2 separate regions of the Gossypium raimondii genome follow, and region 2 is linked to region 1. A link is a contact called in public Hi-C data. All regions are on one chromosome and are shown on one strand. Each heading gives the region's core, a stretch centred on a gene start, on an enhancer-like site or on the middle of the called end of the contact. The rest is flanking DNA. Distances are from core to core; before and after follow the strand shown. Region 1 holds the start of LOC105780118 (transcription factor DIVARICATA). Region 2 holds the start of LOC105781039 (protein DEFECTIVE IN EXINE FORMATION 1).

Evidence for each region. A called contact is a pair of places that touch in the nucleus more often than the background predicts.
Region 2: a contact with region 1 is called in a Hi-C map of leaf, with 2.0 times the contacts expected there. The contact joins the promoter of LOC105781039 here to the promoter of LOC105780118 in region 1.

The regions. Positions count from the first base shown.
Region 1 is chr4:9,931,198-9,939,077 of ASM2569854v1, reverse strand. It overlaps LOC105780118 (transcription factor DIVARICATA), which reads left to right and starts at 5,024. Exons shown (of 2, transcript XM_012604250.2): 1 at 5,024-5,999; 2 at 6,257-7,318. The coding sequence starts at 5,575. The coding sequence ends at 6,758.
Region 2 is chr4:10,258,539-10,266,418 of ASM2569854v1, reverse strand. It overlaps LOC105781039 (protein DEFECTIVE IN EXINE FORMATION 1), which reads left to right and starts at 4,963. Exons shown (of 13, transcript XM_012605611.2): 1 at 4,963-5,534; 2 at 5,655-5,765; 3 at 5,929-6,011; 4 at 6,129-6,246; 5 at 6,351-6,511; 6 at 6,746-7,245; 7 at 7,357-7,427; 8 at 7,643-7,880. The coding sequence starts at 5,398. It overlaps LOC105780117, which reads left to right. Exons shown (of 18, transcript XM_052629355.1): 9 at 956-1,075; 10 at 1,473-1,522; 11 at 2,212-2,374; 12 at 2,483-2,620; 13 at 3,166-3,288; 14 at 3,377-3,475; 15 at 3,698-3,787; 16 at 3,897-3,981; 17 at 4,084-4,217; 18 at 4,307-4,824. The coding sequence ends at 4,450.

The sequences.
Region 1 (7,880 bases), core at 3,775-6,274:
TATAGGGCAAAATCGTAATTTTTCCAAAGTTAGAGTCGAGGGCTATTTTGATAAATGTGAGTATTAAATGAGTTAAATTTGCTATTTTAGATCAAGAAGAACAAAACTTGAGGTTAGACAAAGGAAATAATAAAGTTGAAGTCTAAGTTAGTGAATTTGGCTATATTTTGTACCGAGGTAAGTTTACGATAAATAAATACAATATTTCAATAATTATTATTAATATTGTTATTTTCCAGCAATTTTGCATTTATTTTATCAATTTATTTAATGTTGACTCAAGTATGAGATGACAGAGATTCGGTGTTAAAAAGCCTCGTTGAAACATGAGTAATGTATCGGATACAAATGTCATGACATTTGGGTAAAGAGGTCCCATGTAAGACCATGTCTAGGACACGGCGTTGGCACCGAGAGGAGAGGTCCCATGTAAGCCCATGTCTGGGACATGGCGTTGGCACCGAGATGAGAGGTCCTATATAAGACCATGTCTAGGACTGGCGTTGGCACCGAGATGAGAGGTCCCATGTAAGACCATGTCCGGGACATGACGTTGGCACTGAGATGAGAGGTCCTATGTAAGACCATGTTTGGGACATGGCGTTGGCACCGAGATTAGAGGTCCCCCGTAAGACAATGTCTAAGACATGGCATGGGCACCGATATGAGAACATCCCGTGTAAAACCATGTCTGGGACATGGCTTTGGCATGTTATTATCAGAAAAGACCCAAGTATCCTTATTATTCCAACGTGGCTCAACGGGCTAGTAAACGAATCATGTTAATGAAAGTTCATTTAAAAGCATAAACGGCAAGCTCAGATGAGTTATAAGAGTTAAGAACTTACTATACTATGAATTGATATTCAATGTTTCAGCAAGAGAAGAATAAGTTACGATCATGAGTTAACTAAGTAAACCAGCAAGAGAATGAGAATGAGATTAAATAAAGAGTAAACTAGAGATCTTGACATTTGAGTTAGTTATTTGTGTTAAATGTTGTTATTTATTTGCTAGTAAACTTACTAAGCTTATTCTTACTTCTTTTATTTTTCTTTCTCTTATACTATTGTCAAGCTACTTTCGGGAACTTAAAGACGTCGGAGATCGTCCACACTATCAACGACAACAACTCGGTATTTTATGATGAACCATGTTTGGGTTATAGCATGTATAGGGACTTAGTTATTTTGAATGTTTGTATTTATGATTTTACTAAAGAATGATATGTAAGTATTTTCTGATGAATGGTTGTTAAAATGGCTAAGTATGAAGGTGTTTGTTGTTACAAATGTTTAGGTGATAAATCATGCATAGAAATCATGAAAGAGTAAAATTTGCAAAGAAATGATTTCAAGCAAAGAATAAAGTGACGTGAATTTGAAAAATCACCTAGGATAGTATAAAATGAATTAGAAGGTGAATGATATATAGAATTAAATCTTATTGAGTCTACTTTCAAAGCAAAATAATGGTATAGAAAAAAGAATTTTATATTTTAAGATATGTGAATTTAAGTGAGACAGGGTCAGAACTATTTTTGGAGTCATCTTTTTTGAGTTTCGAAAATCATTAAAGATTGTAAAACAATGGTTATGAGTTGTAGTTTATATGTCTAGATTCCTTATTGAGTCTATTTTCTGTAGAAACAAGTGAGAACACCATATGAAAATCCTACAATGAGAAACCTTATTTTTAGTTACAAGAGGTCAGGATAGTCGAGTAGTGAAATAGGGGATACTTTAACTAATAAATGTACTAATTGGCTAAACCAAAAATTCTGAAAATTTTATGGTAAGAAGACATATGAGTGTAGTTTCATGGAAAATTTAAGGATTTAAATTTCGAATTTCGTAGCTCGATTTATAACTAAATTAGTAACTGCTGCGCAGGTGGATAGCTTTGTTGTGAATAGTTTCTCGAGCTCGACTCCAGCAACGGTCTCGGGTAAGGGGTGTTATAGGGAACATATATGGTTGTATTATTATTTGACTTGGTGTACTTATTTTGGTAAGATTTATCATTTTAGTCTGTCGAACTTACTAAGCTTCAATGAGATTACTTGTTTTATTTTCTGTTATTGTAGATATTTTGAAGGTTGGACTGTCAGACTGGCACTCAAGTCACACTATCCCCCCATTTTCGGTAGTTTTTGGAATGTTCATTTTGGATTATATGGCATGTAATAGGCTTGTATGTCATTACTATTGTTTTGATATGTAAAATGTTAAAATTTGATCTTAAGTGCAAATAGTCAACTTATGTGATATATGTAAATAAGGTATGATGTTTAAGTGCAAGCTCATGGTAAGTGCGTTTGGAATATTGCAATTGAGATGCCTATGTTTGGCATATTGGTTGAATGTGAGATGGTATGATTTAAAATGCCTTGAATGATAGTTCCTTTTGTTGTAAAATTGTATACACTTGTGGTATCAATGAGGATGCATTGGTTAGGCACTTAAGATGGTTGATTTAGCATGGTTTTAGCTTGTTTAATGTCACTTTGATTAGGTCTTTTGGCTGGTAAATAGATTACTTAGAGTCCAAGTAAGCTTGAATTAGTAAACTTGTTGTTTAAGGTTCATTTTAGGTCCACGCTGCTTGAGACACAGGCATGTGACTCAGCCATGTGAGACACACAACCTGGCGCCACGGCCATGTGTCATTTGATGAATTATTTAGGGTGCAAGTCAATGAGTTACACGGCCTAGCACACGGGCGTGTGACACCGGGTTGGGACACGACCATGTATCCCTAGTTCGATTGTTACATGGCCCAAGACATGGGCATGTGTCTCAGCCGTGTGAGGCACACAGCTTGGCCTCATGGCCATGTGACCCCTGTTTTGTAGATTTTTTATCTTTTTCCTAAACTTTCCAAACTGATTCAAATTGATCCCAAATTGTTTCTAGACTATTTTTAGGTGCTTGAGGGCTCGATTCGGGGACTATATGCATGTGTATGAATAATTTATGATATGATTACAATATTGAATGATATAAGTTTCAAATGTTTTTGATTGTTTAGTAATACTCCGCAACCCTAATCCGATGACGGAAACGGGTTAGGGGTGTTACAAAAAGAGAGAAAGGAAAGATTTATTCTCTAGAGTAGGTGAGAAAGTAAAGAAGGTTATGATGTACAATGTCTTGCAGAAAACAAAATGATAAGACATTTTACAATAAAAACATGTTTTTTTAAAAGTTGACTTGTACATTATTTTACATTAATAAACTTGTTTTATTGAACCAAACATAAAAAGAAATTGATTTTGATTTGGTAATAAGAAATTTTGCCCTCAAAGTTTACATATTTTGTTAATTTGATGTTAATTTATCAAATTTAACTCACTACATTTGTGTAAATTAAGGCTAAATTTGTTGATTTTTTAGAATTAAGACTAAAATGACAAAATATGTAAACATCAAAGGCTAATTTTGTTGTTATATCAATCAAAGTATTACAATTGACAGATGACATAAATGTCGTTATTATTATTTTTTTAAACAATCTCATTATAGGTTTCAATCTTATCTGCTCTTTTTAATATAGTGCCTAGAACTACCTATAGCCCCTCCCCAACCCTTAAATAGGAGGATAATATGTTTCAGCACACTCGAACCCACGTCTTCCTACACTAACAACAATGTCTATGTTAATTGAGCTAAAATGCAATCAACACATTAACGTTATTATTAATTATTCTTAGTTGCTTACTTTCAAAATTGACGAGGATTAAATTGCTTTAATTTTTTTGAGAGCGATCAATTTGCTCAATTTCAAAATTGGGAGAATAAAGAAATCCTTTTAACTAAATATACATTAATCTAATTCTTATATATATTTTAAATAGTTAATATGAATAAAGTTATTTGATGATTCTTATATACATTAATCTCAACTTTTGTGTTTGGTAAAAATAAAAGTGAGTATTTTGTATATTTACAATGTATTTTATTTTATTCCACAAATAACCTTAAAATATTGACATGTATCTTTTTTAATATTTTATTATACTCCTATAAAATACTTATCAATATCTTATTAAAATCTAAAATTCTACTATCAATTAATAATTTCTCAAAAAATAATATTTATAATACTTTTAACTTCAAAAATCAAATTTCTCTACTAATTTTGTAATGAAAAAGCACATTTCACCTCCCATTAAAAATTTGGATGACATGAAAGACAAACATCTCACGTGCCAATATTGATCTTCTCCAAATAAAAAGACCAGAAAACCAAACATCCAATTTCATTCACCAACAAGCCAAATGTCCGTCGATATCTCTCTTCTGATTGGCCATCACCCTTCCCTCATAATATTTTAGAGAAAAATAGCGTTGCTTTGGCCACAGTAGCGCCCACAATCTCCGTTTTCTTCAACACCAATCACGAGTTAGCAGCTTTGACCCCTCTGTTTCTCTCTGCCTTCACTTTCAGCCTCATCATTCTCTGTTTCATAGTTTTGTAAGCAGTACAAAATATAACTCAAAAGTAGACCTGTCCATGGGCCGGGCCGGGTTTGGGCCGGGCCCGGAAAAAATTTTGACCCGACTCTTAGGCCCGGGCTCGGCCCTGTCCGACCCAAAATATGGGCCTGAAATTTTACCTAGGTCCGGCCCGGGAAAAAATAATAAACCCGAGCCCGGCCCAGTTTTTAATAAATACAAAAAAGAATATTTTAAAAATAAAAAAATAAAAAAAATTTTAAAGTATTTTAAAATTAAAAAATAAAAATAAAAAATATATATTTATTATATTCGGCCGGGCCCGGGCCAAAAAAGTTGAGCCCGAGCCCGGCCCATTTTTTAAACGGGTCTCGTTTTTTTGCCCAAACTCATATTTCGGGTCTATATTTTTACCCGAACCCTCTCATATTTCGGGCAGATCGTCGGGCCGGGCCGGGCCGCCCGGCCCATGAACAGGTCTACTCAAAAGAGTGCTTATAATTCATTTCTATCATGCACTTTCTCTTTCCTCTCCTTGCTTTTGCTTTACCTTCATAACAAAATATTAACTGCTAAAGATTTCCCCCAACTTTTAGCTCTCCAATTCTTTAGAACCTTCTTTGTTTTGTTTTAGTGTTTTTGCTTTCTTTATCGATTTACTGCCCTTTTTTTTTTTTCCAGTTTGTGTTTAAATCTATGATCTGGGTTTTTAAATTTTAATCTCTATATCAATTTTCTTGTTGTAATTGTAGTATGCAATTTTGGATCTACTATGTATGTCTAGGGTTTTTCATTTATATTTGCAAAGATCTGCTTTTTCTTTTTCTTTTTCTTTTTCTACCAGCTCTCGAATTTTCCTTGGGTTTTGGAAAGTTCACTTTTTTGAGATTCCTCAACTTAATCTTGTGTGAAAAAGGGTACCGAATCCATTTTAATGTTTTTATGATTTGATATTTCGTTGCTAATTTAAAACAGTCATACTTCTCTGCATTTTTCTAATTTGGTTTTTCTCTCTCTTTGAACAATTTCATTCAAAGAGGGAGAAAAGCATAGTTTTCTTCTTTCTTTTTTTGCGTACGGGCAAATCATCTTTGGCAGTTTACATAACCAGTAACAAATGAATAGGGGACTTGAAATTCTCTCTCCAGCCTCTTATTTACACACTTCCAATTGGTTGTTTCAAGAGAGTGAAGGTACTAAATGGACGCCTGAAGAGAACAAGTGCTTTGAAAATGCTTTGGCTTTATATGATAAAGATACCCCTGATCGATGGATTAAGGTGGCATCTATGATTCCTGGAAAAACAGTTGGGGATGTCATCAAGCAATACAGAGAATTGGAAGAAGATGTGAGTGATATAGAGGCTGGCCTGATTCCAATCCCTGGATATAGCCGTGATTCTTTTACATTGGAGTGGGGTAATGATAGTCAAGGCTGTGATGGATTTAGACACTATTACACTCCTGGTAAAAGAGGGACTGGGTCTCGTTCTTCTGATCAAGAAAGGAAGAAAGGGGTGCCATGGACTGAAGAAGAACACAGGTAACTGCTAGCCCTTTTTTTTGGTTCTTTATATATTTGACAATTATGATCAGTCCTTAGGATATCAGGTATCAATGGAGTTTCCTGTTTGAATCTTGCAATTGTTATGAATGTTGACAATGTGGTTGGTTGGTAAACACTGTGTATATTTTGTTGGTGCATGTCGCTTTTCTTGGTTGTGCAAATTCTGTACCGTTCAATGGTTTTCAGCATTATTCCTAGCGGCTTATGATGTTTGACTTGATGATTAATGACAGGCAATTCTTAATGGGTCTTAAAAAGTACGGTAAAGGGGATTGGAGAAATATTTCACGCAATTTCGTGACTACCCGAACACCGACTCAAGTGGCAAGTCATGCTCAGAAATACTTCATCAGGCAGGTCACCGGGGGGAAAGACAAGAGGAGGTCCAGTATCCATGATATCACAACGGTTAACGTTCCTGATACTCCCTCTTCGTCACCGGATCACTGCAAGCATTCGTCTTCAAGTGATTCTTCTGCAGTCATACAGGCACAGCAGCAAGCTAAACTAGCCACAACTAAAGAGATCGACTTTGAATGGAAGCAACAAAATGGAGCAGCTATGGTTTTCAACCGGACGAGTAATTGCAATGCTTTCGTGTCCCCCTTCTGTGGGATTTCATCATACGGACCCAAGCTGGAGGAACAAAATTTGCTTGGAGAAACTCTTCCCAGATCTCAATTCGGATCTTACAACACTCTTTTCCAGATGCAGTCAATGCAACAACATCAATAAACTGAGTGAAAATGTGGGAAGACTTTTCTCAAGGTATTATTATTAGTTAAAAGAGATGAAGATGAAGCCTACTAGTGATGTGTATATCTTGGAGATGCATTTTAGTCCATAGTTTCCACTATAAAGAGAGATCAGTTAGGTGGTTTTGTGATTTATCATTCAAATTCTGAATCATTGAACCAAAAAGATAAAAGCTTATTTACATGAAGCTTGGGCTCTTGTTAATTCTAGTCTTGTCGTGTGTCTGCATCATCTGTTGTAACCTGTTATTCTTAGATTGATTGTGTGTGTTCTATAGATACCACCATGTGGATCCGAGTCCTCTGCAAAATGACAGACTGTACTATAGAGGCTTAAAATTTGATATGAGCCTGAAATAATTCATATTTCCTTGCTTCAAACACTGATGTTCAGCACCTTAACTTGGGACAACATGAAGAAATCCATGGATCAGCTTTGGTGTTTTAGCCACAAGGGGTTATTTTGTTGTTGCTTATGAGTTTGCACTGAAGCAGTTAATAAGGCTATTGTAATGAAATTATATTGTGGTTTAAAGGATATATGGCCAAAGTGGAAGCAGGTGATTTGAGCAATATGCCATGTCAAATGTTGATTTATCTGACTCATAATGCATGCTTTTTTAAAGATATAGTTTAATGACTGTGCTTAATCGTGATGTCTTTTTGGCAAATTCGGGTTTATATTTTAATAGCAAATTCCTTGTTGGCAATAAAGAAAAAAAGAAAGTAAATGGTAGTTTAATTAGTTGACTGATGTTGATAATAGAATCTTGACTGATCCAAGGTTAAGAACCACTAATCAAAGCATCTCATTCTTCCATTCCACTTTGATTTTAAACTGATTATTTTTGCCAAAGACTCCCTGATTCTTTTTCAAACCCCCCCCCCCTCCCATTTTTTTTAATGGTCAGTGAAGGAATCTTAGCATCATAGATCAATCATTCTCATCTATCTTCTTCTAATATGGTGGGATTTTGGAATTGGAATTTAGGAATGCCAGATCATATGTGACCACATCTTTTGTCTCCATTTTCCTTTTCTTCAGGATGGACCTCAAAGATACCTGCAAAAAGAAAATAATAATAACAATAATAGTAGTATC
Region 2 (7,880 bases), core at 3,714-6,213, 330 kb before region 1:
TTTGTGTATTATTAATTGTATTAGCAGGAATAAAAATGGAGTCTGGTATTTACAAAAGCTTTTTAATAACCTTTACTTTCTCCTGTTGGAAAAAGGTAAGGTTTTGTTTCGTTTTTGAAATATTTTCTAATTTTTTCAAAAATAGTTTTCATTTTTATTTTTGAAAATTGAAAATCATGTTTGGCAAATAAAATAAAATTTGTTTTCAATAACGAAAATATGAAAACATGTACGGTGCGCTATATATTTTATAATAGAAACAGGAAAAATAAAAAAGTTATTACATTTATATGGATTCAAACTAGGGTAAGAGATTTGATGTTAAAATTGTTGGAAAAAAATAATATTTATGCATTTAAATGTATTTGAGCCAGGGCCAAATTGTAATAAATTTAAAGTTAAAACCTTTTGTTTTCAATTTTATCAGTTTTACAAAACAATTTTAGTGAAAACAATGAAAACAACTTTTGTTGTTTTCTAATTTTACATATTCTTGTTTTCATTTCTCCAAAAATCATTTTCAAAATTTTCGACCAAACACGTTTTCTTTAGTATTTTCATTTTTCAAGAAAATGAAAACCAAAGTGGTCTCTACTTTTTGAAACCAAATGTAGCCTAAGATTTAACTTTTTAGCAAAGAACAATATACCCTTGCGAAAAATATCATGCATGGGGTTATCATCTTTGATCATATCAATAATCTTTGCTGGTGTTCAGCCATCCTTTTCTTCTTCTTCTTCTTTTTCTTCATGTAAATTGGACAAGTTACTCTGTTGTGTGTTATAGAAGTTATACGCATTGTATCAAGTTAAGCTATAGAGCTAAGATATTGCTAATTGATTCTAAGGCAAACTTGTCTATGTTTCTTCTAGTTTCGCATATGATGTTTCAGTTTTGCTCAAAATTCTGGAATTCCTGTTTATATTTGACATTTAATAAGCATTTGTCATTTCAGGAGAATCATGAAACGGATGTAGTGTTGACAAATGATGACATTTTGGGAGATGAAATACCTCAGGACCAGCTGCAATCACTGCGCTTATTCTGCTACCATACATTGAAGTTAAATGCTGGGGTATAACTTTGAAAGCCGATACATTTTCTTTCATATTTAGCTACTTATTCCCATTGTCTAGACTATGAGATTTGGGGACAGCAAGTTTTATTAAATTTGTGACAATTATAGCTTAGCTTTTTTATCCACTTCCTATTTCTTAATTGCTTCTTTGCTTTCTCTGTGATAATTATGTGGAGGACAATTAAGTGATGAGAGCACTTTGAACTTGAGAGAATGACTGTTGTAATGATAATATCTGAACAATTATAAGAACATTTTCTCTTAATGGTAACATTAAGATAACTTCTGTTCATAAAACCAAAAATTATTGAAAACTTGAGTACCTTTTTTTTTTCCCAATTAACTCCTTATTTTGCTTAATATGAGCTTTGACACGGTCATTTCTTGAAATCAGGTTAGAGGAAATGCGCAGTTTCCGGGATCGCATCCAGTTTCACTCAACAGGTCCTTAATATGTTTTGTTTTATTCTGTTTTCTTGGTTTAAGTGGTACATGTCTTTGTCACATGACTAGTTTACCTATATGCTGGTTTCTGTTTGTTCATTTTGTTGACACGGGCAAGTTATCTCTTGGATCTGTGATCAGGCTTTAAGCTCTTGCTCTCTCTTTTATTTTTTATTTTATCATGCAGGAGTTTCCTTGTTAAATTAGTAGAGTAAAGGTGCACTGAGATGTGCAAGAGGTTATGAAGCATAAGTATTTAAAAATTAGTTTAGGAATTTGGTGGTCGCCAGTTTGGTAGTTAGGTTTAATGCAGAGGACATTTATCGAGAATATGCATCTACATTTTAAATAACTTTTTTATGAAAATACTTTCATTTTCCTAAGGTCTTATGCTGACACGTTGTTATTTCTCTTTTTCCATTATTTCTGGGGATTTGCTTGGTCCTTGGTGATAATGGAAGTATTTATATCGTCCATTGTACATAAAAAATAATAGTGAATAAAGATAAGGTAAAGATATGTCTGAAGGTACGCCACTGGTTCGGAAAAGTTCCTGAAGCTTGCATGAAGAACTTACCATTGTAGAGAGTAGTTTTCTTTTACTTTTACTTTTACTTTTTGATCCTTTTGTGTATATGTTTTCTGCCAGAATCTTATATAAAATTAAGTTATCTATTTTGTGCTTGCAGGGACAACTTACAACTTTTAAGGCAACGATATTATTATGCCACTTGGAAAGCAGATGGAACACGATATATGATGTTGATAACTGTTGATGGATGTTACTTGATTGATAGGAGCTTTAATTTTCGAAGGGTTCAGATGAGGTTTCCATGCAGACACCCAACTGAAGTGTGTATAAGCATATCTTTTTTTCTTTCTTTCTAAGGAACATATTGGGAATTTAGTGTCTCTCCATTCATGATGTTATTAATTCGACACAACTTTCTCACCTGTAAGGGTATAGGGGATGGAACTCATCATTTCACATTGCTTGATGGCGAAATGGTAATTGATACCTTGCCAGACTCTCAGAAGCAAGAGAGAAGATATCTCATTTATGATATGATGGCACTTAACCATACGCCTATCATCGAGGTTGGTTGTGCTTATTTATTACAAGTTCTTTTTCTTAATTGTTTGTCCTCTTTAGCATAATACGAAATTAATGGTATTTTTCGAACCAGTTATATTTTTCGAAACAGTTATCTTATCATACTCTATTGTAGGCTTTTGGAGACTATATTTTGAACATCATGATTAGGCTTGTAGAAATGCTTTAATGATCTCAAGACTTATTTTTGTTTTGGATTTTGATCTCCCTAACCAAAATTTTCAGTAAGCATTATTTGATGTTGGTGGGAACCACTTGTCATCCATTTGGGGGAATGGAAGATAACAGTTAAGTTACTTAATGGTTGTAAAGTAATTTGTCAAAGGAGTTTGTGTTGGTTGCCGTTATTAGTTTCTGTTTGCTTCTTTTCTAGATTTTTTTTTGGTTTTAGTTTTGTAGATTCAAGAAGGGATTATTAGATGAAAAAGTGCCATTTAATTTTCAGAATCATGTTATATCTCCATTTTCTCTTGTGAAAAGAAAACCCATAAAACATATCTAGTAATCCTATAGTTTGAAATTGGTGCAGCGGCCTTTCTATGAGCGATGGAAAATGCTGGAGAAAGAAGTGATTGAGCCTCGAAATTATGAACGGCATAACATCTACCAAAGCAGGAATCCTTATTACCGTTATGACCTTGAACCCTTTAGGGTATGTATTGAGGAATATCGGTTTGTAATACATTGATCTATTTTTACCTCTGTGAGATGGCCTAAGATTTTGCTTAATCTTTTATCAGGTGCGGAGGAAAGATTTTTGGTTGCTCTCTACTGTAAATAAGGTTTTGAAGGAATTTATCCCCAAGCTCTCTCATGAGGCAGATGGCCTTATTTTTCAGGTGATTGAAGAGGATTATTGGATTAATCTCTAATTTTTCATCGCTTAACTCATACAATCATCCAATAGTTATCCTTTTCAGTTTCTTACTCTACATCCTGTTAATTCATGCATCTTTACACTGAAGTTTGGTTCAGTTTCATAGGCCTGCTCTATGGGAAAAGAATGTTATGCATTTAGCTGCACTTGGTTACTGATTTTATTTTATTATATATTTTTTCAGGGCTGGGATGATCCTTATGTACCTCGTACTCATGAAGGTCTTCTGAAGTGGAAATATGCTCGGCTGAACTCTGTTGATTTTCTATTTGAGGTTGTCTTTTCGTTTTCTTTTAATTGGTTTTTGTTGTTAAATTGGCTCTTTTTGGCTTTAAGAATTTGTTGATATTCTTCCTTAAACTGAAAGCTTTATGTCTTGACAGATTGGTAGTGACGATCGTGAACAGCTTTTTCTGTTTGAACGGGGGAGAAAGAAGTTGATGGAAGGGAATAAAGTTGAATTTAGAGGTTGCCGTGAAGTGATTGTGTTTATTCCCTTTTTTTTGTTTGTTTTATTTGAGATCAATAATATTGATTTTTATTTTTCTCACTTTTATGAATTACTTGCAGATGCTCCAGATCCCCCTTCTTCTTTCTCTGGGAAAATTATAGAGTGTTCTTGGGATCCTGATGAACATGTGTGGGTCTATATGCGGATCAGGACAGATAAGTCGACTCCCAATGATATCAATACTTTTAGGAAGGTCGGACTCATTTGCTGATTTGACAATTAGTTAAATTCTTTCCTTATCTAATAGCAGAAAGTAAAAGCTATTTGCTTATGCAAGAACAGGTTATGCGAAGTATCAGGGATAACATCACAGAGGAAATCTTATTAAATGAGATAAATGAGATTATTCAGTTGTCCATGTATGCTGATAGAATAAGGATTGACAGCAAGGCACGCATGCATGCAAATGCAGTGCGACGCAGGTAACCGAACAGCATGCTGGCTGGTGTGTAGTTGATTTGATTGAGGTATTGGATGCTTGGGTGTGCCTTTGATTGCATGCGTGGTCCAAGTTTCTGTTGGTTGCAACTTGAGAGTTATGTGCATACCTAAGCTGGTGAGGGCATCATGTAATTAGCTATCTCTGCTGTTAGTCTTGTAGGGTGAGTTGTATGATCCAGGGTGGTACATTAGTTGAATAGTTGGGCCACATTCAGGTTGGAAACTATTTTTCTTACAGTCGTTCAGATGAAGAGGATTAGAATTAGGGTAACCAATGTATATTAGTGTATTTCTTTTTCTAGTTTCTCCCCTGTACTGGTGATCCCTTGAGTAATATTAGAAGTAATCATTTTCCTGTCTTCTGTGACTATTTTGCTGGGTTTTAAGTGATACTCTGAGTTGGGCCGAGTGGTAGTAATTGAAAAGAAGTTGATGAGCCGTTAGAAGGTAACTAAACTTGGCTATTCGTTTGGTTAGGTGGGAATTTACGTTTTGAATAACACGTACTTTGGACAAAATCAACTCAATAAGTGTAAATGGCGATTCTGTTAACATATGCTATTTTCACTCTTACTGGTACGGTGCCAAACAAATGAAATAACAACTGCCACAATCAATCACCTTAATTTATTTTCTAATTGAAATGCGATTGATCTTAAAAATTCTCTTTATATCCAAAATAAATTTTTTTAGGGGAATTGAATCAAATCACTTGTTTTTAATTCATTGAACCATCGATTAAACAATAAATAAAAACTAACCAGTTGGATTCACCCCATTCAATCCCTACAACCGGGTTTATAATATTTTCTATCATCTCCTTTTCCCATTTCCAAATTTTCTTTCATCTGCAAAATAATACTCAAATAATTACGCAATTTTTTTTTATTCTTTTCCCTCCAAAATTTCTGTACTGAAAACCATCAGACAGTATGATATCCTTCGACATTAGGGTCGTTTGGTTTCTTTTCCTTTTGATTACTCGCTGGGGTTTCACTCATGGCCAGGACTCCAAAAATAAATTCCGTGAACGAAGGGCCACGGACGACGAACTTGGTTATCCCGAAATGTATGTTAGTTTCTACCTTCGTCGATCTTAATATTCTTTTTTTTTCGGATTTGTCAATTGGATTCAATCAGAGGAGAGGAGCTGTTGTTATAAGAAAATTTATCGTGTTTGAATGTGTAGGGATGAAGATGCCTTGTTGAACACACAATGCCCCAGAAATTTAGAACTTAGATGGCAAACAGAGGTCAGCTCTAGCATTTTTGCTACTCCGTTGATCACCGATATCAATAGGTGAAGTTTTACTCTTCCTTTAAATTTCACGTTTTTTTTTATTGCGTGGTGATCTTTTGATGTACTAAAATTTTTCTTTTCATTTCATTTTCCGAAATCTACTGATTTTATAGTAAATTAATCTTTTGTCATGATTTAGTTGACTCGATTGTGTAATTCTTAGTGACGGGAAGCTTGATATAGTGGTTCCCGCATTTGTTCACTACCTAGAAGTTCTAGAAGGTTCTGACGGCGACAAAATGCCGGGTACTAATCCTTTGTTTTCTTCTGCTCATGTTCGTAAGATAAACTTGTTTATTTAGTTATGCCATCTGTAGTAATTTGATTAAAGTTGATGTGTTTGAATTTTCAATAATATGGCAGGTTGGCCTGCTTTTCACCAGTCAACCGTGCATTCTAGTCCTCTCTTGTTTGATATTGATAATGATGGTGTCACAGAAATTGCTCTGGCTACCTACAATGGCGAAGTACTTTTTTTCAGGTTATTTAATTGCTCACTATCTAAAATGCTCCTTTCCTAAGTTGCTAGAGGAACTCGTGGTGGTGATGTTTGCATACTAATTTCTCCAAGTTTCTTACTTTTAGGATTTCAGGCTACATTATGACTGATAAATTGTCAGTACCTCGTAGAAAAGTTCGTAAAGATTGGTATGTGGGATTGCATCCTGATCCAGCGGACCGTTCTCATCCAGATGTTCATGATGATTTACTTTTGGAGGAGGCTTCTAAAATGAATGCAATGAGCCGTATGCTATTCCAAGTTTCAATAATTTATATCCCTCTTACTTCTAATTTTGTACTAGTTTCTATGAAAGCTCCCTTGCCCTCTACCACATAATGGTAGTTTGCTGGCCATAAACTGGCACAAAGCATACAGCACATTTCATCGAGGGATTATATTGTTGTGTGTTTATACTTTGGAGCATTTTCTTATAATGAATCACACCAATCACATCAAAACATCTTGGTTATCCTTGCAGAAATAAATGGAAATGTACCTGAATCTAACCTTACGGGTTTCGTACCAACAGAAAGTCACTCTAGCAAGGATAACTTATCAAATGCAGAGAATGGAAACAAAGTAAATGTAAGTCTAAAAGACAATACAATCAAGCTGCCAACTGGTTACGGTAATTCTTCTTTAAACCCTGAAGCAGTGGGAAGCACTGAAGGACATAATGGAACAAGTCCTCAGAGACGACTTCTAGAAGATAACAACTCAAAAGGTTCCCAGGAAGGTAGTTCTGATTCAAAAGAGAATGTTCAGGAAGCTACTGTGGAAAATGAACAAGGGTTAGAAGCAGATGCAGATTCATCTTTTGAGTTATTCCGTGATACTGAGGAGTTGGGCGATGAGTATACTTATGATTATGATGATTATATTGATGAATCTATGTGGGGAGATGAAGAGTGGACTGAAGGACAACATGAGAAAAGGGAGGATTATGTGAATATTGACTCACACATCTTGTCTACTCCAGTGAGTTTAAATTTCAATTAGACAAAGCGTTTCTTTCTAGTGGAGGACTTTGTTGCCAGACAGAAGTAATAACTATTAAAGTCAAACATTTTGCTCTCTTATTGTCAATAGGTCATAGCAGACATTGATAAGGATGGGGTGTCAGAAATGATTGTTGCTGTTTCCTACTTCTTTGACCATGAGTAAGTTCTCTCCTTTGCCTTTCAGTCTTACTTGGTAATCTAGGTTCTCTCAAGTGCCACTTGAAGTTCATTTAAGGGAAATTATAGCTTCCCCCCGCTTTTATTTTCCTGTCCATTTCACATTTAACCTTTTTCAATAAGTTTTAAGTTAATTTGTTTTCATGGAAGTAGGGTTGCTTTACAGTTGAAGCTGAAAAACAGACATTATATGTTAGGTATTATGACAACCCAAAGCATATGAAGGAACTTGGAGGTATTGACATTGGAAAATACGTTGCTTGTGGAATTGTGGTATTCAATCTTTATACAAGGCAGGTTAAGTGGACAAGAGACTTAGATTTGAGTACAGATACTGCCAACTTCCTAGCACATATATATTCTTCTCCCAACGTTGTTGATTTGGATGGTGATGGAAACTTGGACATCCTTGTTGGAACTTCATTTGGCTTGTTT